2 separate regions of the Danio rerio genome follow, and region 1 is linked to region 2. The links are chromatin contacts, called in public HiChIP or PLAC-seq maps. All regions are on one chromosome and are shown on one strand. Each heading gives the region's core, a stretch centred on a gene start, on an enhancer-like site or on the middle of the called end of the contact. The rest is flanking DNA. Distances are from core to core; before and after follow the strand shown.

The links. HiChIP or PLAC-seq counts read pairs in DNA pulled down with a chosen protein or histone mark.
Region 1: an H3K4me3 HiChIP or PLAC-seq map of embryo shows a contact between it and region 2, with 9 times the contacts expected there. The contact joins the promoter of znf503 here to the enhancer-like site in region 2. A contact is called at or near these places in 7 of 18 Hi-C or Micro-C datasets (caudal fin, embryo, hematopoietic stem cells and 1 more) and 3 of 4 datasets of contacts at active chromatin or transcription factors (caudal fin, embryo and gastrula embryo).

Annotation. Positions count from the first base shown.
Region 1 is chr13:19,451,503-19,455,044 of GRCz12tu, reverse strand. It overlaps znf503 (zinc finger protein 503), which reads right to left and starts at 1,288. Exons shown (of 2, transcript NM_198840.3): 1 at 790-1,288; 2 at 1-397. The coding sequence starts at 1,044.
Region 2 is chr13:18,972,684-18,976,026 of GRCz12tu, reverse strand. lrmda (leucine rich melanocyte differentiation associated) reads left to right here. Exons shown (of 7, transcript NM_001020701.2): 6 at 3,268-3,343. Among named protein-coding and RNA genes, the nearest start is that of kcnma1a, 470 kb to the right of the region's middle. Within about 2 kb of position 1,321, at least 16 of the 62 cell types and tissues checked have an H3K27ac peak or open chromatin away from gene starts, as enhancers often do.

The DNA.
Region 1 (3,542 bases), core at 39-2,538, 480 kb before region 2:
CTGAGGAGCAGTTTTTATTACAATCAGAATCTTTCTTTTCATCTCTCTCTCCTTTGCCATCTGACGGCATCGGGGAAGCAGAAGTGCTGGAATTCGGGCTGCCAGTCCTGGGAGTGAACGGCTGGCAGGTGGCGCTAGGCACACGGAAACCAGACTTCTCTCCGCTCGACACCCCAGAAGACGAGTCCTTCTTATCCGCTGGCTTCGAGTACGGCTTGAAGCTGGATTTGTCTTCCACGCCGATGTCGCTCAGTTTTAAAGGACCAGATTTTGACTCTTTTTCGCTAGATCCATTTGACGTTACTGAGGACAGTTTGGAGGAGGGTGGAGGGTCCGGTTTACCGATCTGGGAGCATGTTTGCGCAAGAAGAGCCAGAGGACTTTTCTTGGCATCGAGCTGCGAGAATAGATAAAACAATAAAAGGATTTAGAGACATTCAAACGTGTGCACGCGAAATCCTTACAACGCAGTTTACAAAATACACAACATAAACTTCACTAAAAAGACTCGCCGCTTTATTTGAACGTTTTATGTTTGATAATGCGCATCGCGCAAAACGCGCTGAAATGGTAAACACCCTAATCCAAAAGCGCATTCGCAATGTTAGCTTAATTAAAGAGAAAATGGAATACGTTAATGTTAACTAAAGAATTGTATTAATTTCATGCTTTCTACCCACCTACATCTATTCCAAGATTCCCGTAATGTCCCGTCATATCTCCGAAAAAAAAGAAGAATGCGAACTTGTAATAGGCTAAAATACATTAACAGCTTAAAAACATTCTTACCTCAATTGGACTGACCGGGGTGGATGGCAATGGCTGAAGATATTCAGGATGTAAAATGTGTCCTGTGCGTGCAGTAAGCATTTTCAAAATCTTTATGGGTAGTCGATTAGCTTGCCGTAAAGGGTCCGAAGGAGGGACGGAATGGAGAAAAGGCTTGCTGGCGACCGCGGAGCTGTTATTCCGAGAGCTGCTGCTGCTGCTTTCCCAGACTAGATCAGTATCACTATTTCTTGAAGCAGAGGGCGATGTGATCATGACCCAATTCTCATGTATTTTGTTGGTATTTCATTTATCAGATTCATAAATAAAAACTATGCCGTAATCTTCTTTCAAATAGCAGAAATAAAGATAAAGAGTATAATCCGTCTGAAGCAGAGCGCGAGGCTATCGCAGATCCCGAGCCGCGTGTGACACCACAGGCATAGCGCGCGCTCTGTCTCTTCCCGTAGGTCCGCGCGCTTGTCCTCCCAAACCAAGCACTGGTAGAAATTTTCACTTCAAAAGCAGCTGAATTAGTCCGAGATTAAAGCCCTTGCCGCCTTCCAATCAAATGGGACCCCGAGGTGATTGGAGGGTCAAGGGGATGTGACGTTCCTCCTTCTGCAAGCGCCTCTATTTTGACAACTTGGGGGAGGAGATTTTGCGCAATATGTAGGTTGTCGTACACGCCGCCACATTTGTCCGAAATGTAATGTAAACTGCTCGGTTTTCATTTTTTTAACACATTACCTTGTATCTGTTATATTTTTATAATTAATAGAGAAGAATAGCTTTAGTGTATATGCCTGTCTTGATGTTTTTTTTCTTTTGTTGTTGTTGTTTAAGTTTGTGATTACTAATAAGTATATTTTCTGATGACCATTACCATCACCAGCAAAAAACAACAACAAAGAAACACAACAGTTAAGGAGATTTTAATTTGTCTATTTTTACATACATGCCTTTATTACTACAATTTAAATGTGTCTAACCTTTTAATTTAATGCCGATTTATTATATGAAAAGGTACTTTCCAATGTTTCATGCGTAGTCCTTTTTTTAACTCTCACTGGAGTAGGGCTGAAACTTCAAACCATAAACACAAGATCAACCTTTAGTGTTTGAATTCCCCAATCAGACAAGCGTTGACAAGAGCAGACCAATGCAGTGATAGAGGGATGTGAATGTCACATGTTTTCAATATAATATACACCGCCCTTCTATTTCTATCCCCACCCCTCCGTCAACTGTCAATTCTGCTCGACCGCAATCAATCAGTTATTTGTCAGTCGCTGTCAATCCTTTTCTTACTTCACGTCAGCTTTTGAAGCTGATTATGTGCCGCGAGTGACAGAGAAAAGGGCAAAAGAAGCATCCAGAAGAAGAGTCACTTAATTTGAAGGAAAGGTTTGGAAAGGTTTCTGTTTTAAACCTGCGGTAAGACAAGATGCCATTGCCCGTGTTTAGGCTATTTTAAATCGAGGCAGACAGAAAAGCAACACTGCTCATTTATATAGACAGAAAAGCAACACTGGTCATTTATATTACAGTTTATTTAGGAATAGCCACAGTTGAGTAAACAAGTTATTTTTATAATAGTAGGCTTTTTTGTGAATTTTCAATAGCCTAACTTTTTGAGGACAATTTCATGATATAGCAATTTGTATATAGGCTAAGCAAAAGGTAGACTATTAAATAAAAATAAAGACATTAAATGAATTTAAACATTTTGCTGTAAGTGTAAATGATTAAATTTACCATTGACTTTCATACTGTAAATTACCCTACATAAAGTTCATTGTTGTTATCAAAGTTTATAAAACTTATTTCCTCCTGAATTTAAAACAAGTAAATATAGGCTATTTGTTGATTTTTCCGTCTGCATGAGCAGAAATTCTTTTTTTTTTTTAATACGCAGAGGTTTCAGACAGGTGTAGATAATAGCTACTTCCAGTAATATTTTCCTCGTCTCACATGCAGTTTCAGGTTTTTCCGGACTCTATACATGTTTTGGAGTTGTGAACTTCACTGGTATCACATTGCCTCGAGCGGAAAAACAACAAAACTTCTACTCACTTGTAATGTCAAACAGAGTCGAGAATACAATACTAATTATTAAAGAAATAGTCCAGACAGTTTCCCCATTCATGTCAAGTACATTTTATTTACACACAATAAAATTATTAATTTTATTTGACGATACCAAAAGACATAAAAGAAAGAGAAATGGTCTGTCAGACCTTTGAGAAAAGAAGTTTAAAATGCCTTGAACTATTCACCGCTGAGACGGCTAATCAGTATTGAGGCTCCGGGGCAATCGGGCAGCTTTTCAATGCGCTTTGCCTTTCATCTCTCACTGGATGGAGGCGCTCAATTAAAAGCCTATCAGTTTGTAAGTAAATCAACGCCTATCAAAGTTGTCACATCAAACAAAACGATTATTATTGCAACCCGCCTCCACCATTAATCTCTTTCTGCGGTAATCCGCTTGACAGGTCATCTAGGAGAGCAAGAAAACCTGGAGTGGACAGTCATCAGCGTGAAAGAAATGTATATTTTGTTGGAGGATCTCAGACACATTGAAACAGATAACACTTGGTCTATGACAAACAGTGAACTTTGCTGGTTTGCCATAGCAATTAAATATATGATGTTTTATTTAAGGCACTTAGCGTATAGGCTACATATAAAATGCAACCTCTTAAATAAGGAAATAAAATGGTCAAATTTCCCAAGTACATCTATCGTTTAAAATAATATTACAATAATTTTAT
Region 2 (3,343 bases), core at 72-2,571:
AATCTGTAAGTCGTGGCAACAATTCTGCGACAGCTCTTAAAAATTTTTTTTTTTTTTGTTCTGTGTTTAGCACTTTGAAATCAAAACATTCCCATATTACCAATGCTGTTTTTCTTATATATTAATTTGTCTATTAAACTTCTGAAGCAGCGGACGCCATTATCTCACTTGTCTGCACTTTCCTGTTTGTTTGTTTTCTTTTAATTGTGGGCCTTTGCATAGGTCAGTTGTGCAATTCTAATTGGCCAGAATGAAAGTATTTGTCACTCAATTGGCTAGTAAGATGGTTACATACTGTAATATATATATATATATATATATATATATATATATATATATATATATATATATATATATATATATATATATATATATATATATATATATATATATTAAACTAACAATAATAAATGCTATAACTTTAAATTCTATAATTAATAAATAAAATTAACAATGCTTCAAATTGCGATTGTGATTTGATTTCGAGCAATTTCACCGCCCTAATCAACATACACAACCACCAATGATCAAATTAACTTTTCCTTTAAAGTAAAAATACACAAATGCACAATTTTCTGAGGTTTGGGTTACGACGTTACACACTTGTGTGAACGTTGAGAACTGACATTATGCTTAAAAATGTTAGTGAGTTAGTTTGCTCAGGTCATTGCACCATTTGCCTCCAGGTGACAATTGGTTTGATATTTTATTTACTGCAATAACATTCAGACAAATCTCCCAACAAACTGACTATCATTCATTAAAGATAGGCAGGTCTGTGCACACAAGTTGCCATTTGTTTGATGGATAGTGATGTATATCTTTTAAAATCAACCAAAAACAAAGTGCTCGGTGAAAGGAAAAGCTCTTAACTGCCTGTGCATGCTTAAAGCTCCCGGATTGAATGAATTCAAAGGCTTCAGGATGACCCCTTGGCTTGTGATTATGTTTGTGTAAAATCTTAAGGATGCCGATCAAAGCAAGGCTCTTGTCCTCCTGCCCTTTTTCCCCCCAGATAACAGCTGGCATTCAAACTGAGTTTTCCTTTAACTTTTTTTTTTTTTTTTTCTGCCGGGATTCCCATTATGAGCCAGGCCTCCTTTCTCATCTCGATGATGGCTCATTGAATAAAGAGAAAGAGAGGAGTGGATGGGAGTGGAGGAAGTGGAGGGAGGGCTCTGATTAATCTTCTTCCAGGATGGGGGTGTTTGATCAGTGGACTCGGCCCGGGAGGGGTGGGATGCTTAGCAGAGAAGGGGGCATCTCTGATGTTGACAGCAGGCGACTTTTGCGCACGGCATGTGATTGACGTGCCTGGCCGCTGGGCCGGAGGGGGGGGTACTGTGTGTCCGGTGGGGCATAGCCAGCCCCTGACTGTGGGTGGTGGTGTTAATAATGTGGCAACTGGGAAGATTAATTGTAGACAAGCAGCAGGATTACGAGCGGCTTTGTGGCTGGGACAGGGCTGTTTGGTGGGGAAGGCCTCTGATCTGTCAGGTCCAGAGGAAATTAGTCAGGGCGGACTGAAGCTGACACTAAAAATGCTGCTTTAGGATATTAAAGCCAAATGGCCGGAGGAGATTGAAATGGTAACAAGGAAAGCGCTGACATGCTTGGAAACCCCAATGCTGCCGTACCCCAGTGGATTTGGGTAATTAGTGTGAAGATTAGTCATGTGATGATCACACACACACACACACATACACAAACAAAGCTTTTTAATTTGATTTTATTAAATTTTTCACATACAGAAAAATATTTATAAATAATATTTTTTTTTTACATTTAAGCACTGAATTCTAATGTTAGAAGGATTTGCAAAGTTATTTTTGTTTTCAACAGTCATAATTGAGTCACACTATATTTTGATGGTCCGTTTGTTGAGTTTAAGAAACATTGCATCTACATGCCAACTAATTCTTATAAGAATATAAGTAGACTGTTAGGTTGGGCTTAGGGTTAGGGCTAGTGCAAGTAGACATGTACTTGCAAAGTTTTTTTGTCAGTGAAATGTTTGTTTAGCAGCAGTATCAACAGATATTAGGCAGTAAGTCTACTAATACTCAAATGGACTATCAAAATAAAGTTTTACCCATAATCGTAAGGGCGCTATGATCTTAATTTGAAAATACTAATCATCATATTAGAATTATTTCTGATTGATGACTGAAGTAATGGCTGCTGCAAATTCAGCTTGCCATCACAGAAATAAATTGTTATGAAACACATTCAATTATAAAAGAGCACTGTCAAATTAGAAAATATTAAAATCTAAATTCTTTTAATCTTACATGCACAAGGCATTCTCACTCACTAAAGCAGTGATTTCAGTAAAAAAGAGGCAACCTCTACTCTCAGAATGATTAAATGCTCAGAGAATTTCTGCCTGCAGAAAGGCAGAATATTTTCACAAAGGCATCAGATATCAACACATCATGATATATACTTTGTTTTTGGTCCTTGAAAGAAGACAAAGGAGGTAGAAAACAACACTTGTGACCTACCCGAAGCACACAGGCGATCTGTATTCTCTCCAACTCGTCTCCCTGTTCTGTCTGTCTATGCGGTGGCCTTTATGTGAATATATTTGTATTTTTAAGGTCGGCCAGTGAGAGATGAGTTTACTTAAACTCAGGTCTGGCCTTTGGAGAGCAGTAATTTCATGCCACCTGTTGGATTGTCAACACACAGCCACTTGTGTGTGTGTGTGTGTGAGTGGCAGGTTGACCTAGGTCTGACCCGTGGGGCTCTTCATGGCTGAGTAGTGACTGGGGCCCTTTCCCTGGTGGCCCCCACTCTTCAATAGGCAGGGGACAGGTAATCAAAGCCAGCGCCCATCCTCACCTTTCACTCCCCTCCTTGCAAAATAATGAAAGTTGCCCTCGTCCTGAGCCCTGATAAAATACGAACGCCGCTCCTAACATTTCCTCTCCTCTGCACTGATAAAATTTATGGCATTTAGACAATCAGTCATGGCAGTGAAATCTCACCCGCATTCTTCACTTGTCTCTCGCCCCGCCGTGCGTTTTCCATTCTCTCTCCCTTTTGTGTCATCAATCTGAAGAAATATTCCAGATTGCTTGTGACAAATGACTTCTTTTCATTTAACTCAATTAGGATCATCGCATACGGAAATCAATAACCAACATTTCTCCTGTCTCTGCTGAGTAATACATTGCCGTAGATGTTATAAATGTTTGCAGGTGTGTAAACTGCACACTGAGAAATATTATATATATATACATTTTTTTTTTTGTTCTGTTTCAGGACACTGCCAGTGATACGAGGTCTGAATCCATTGCCACGCCTTACACACCACTGCCAAGAGGATCCAGAGATGCCC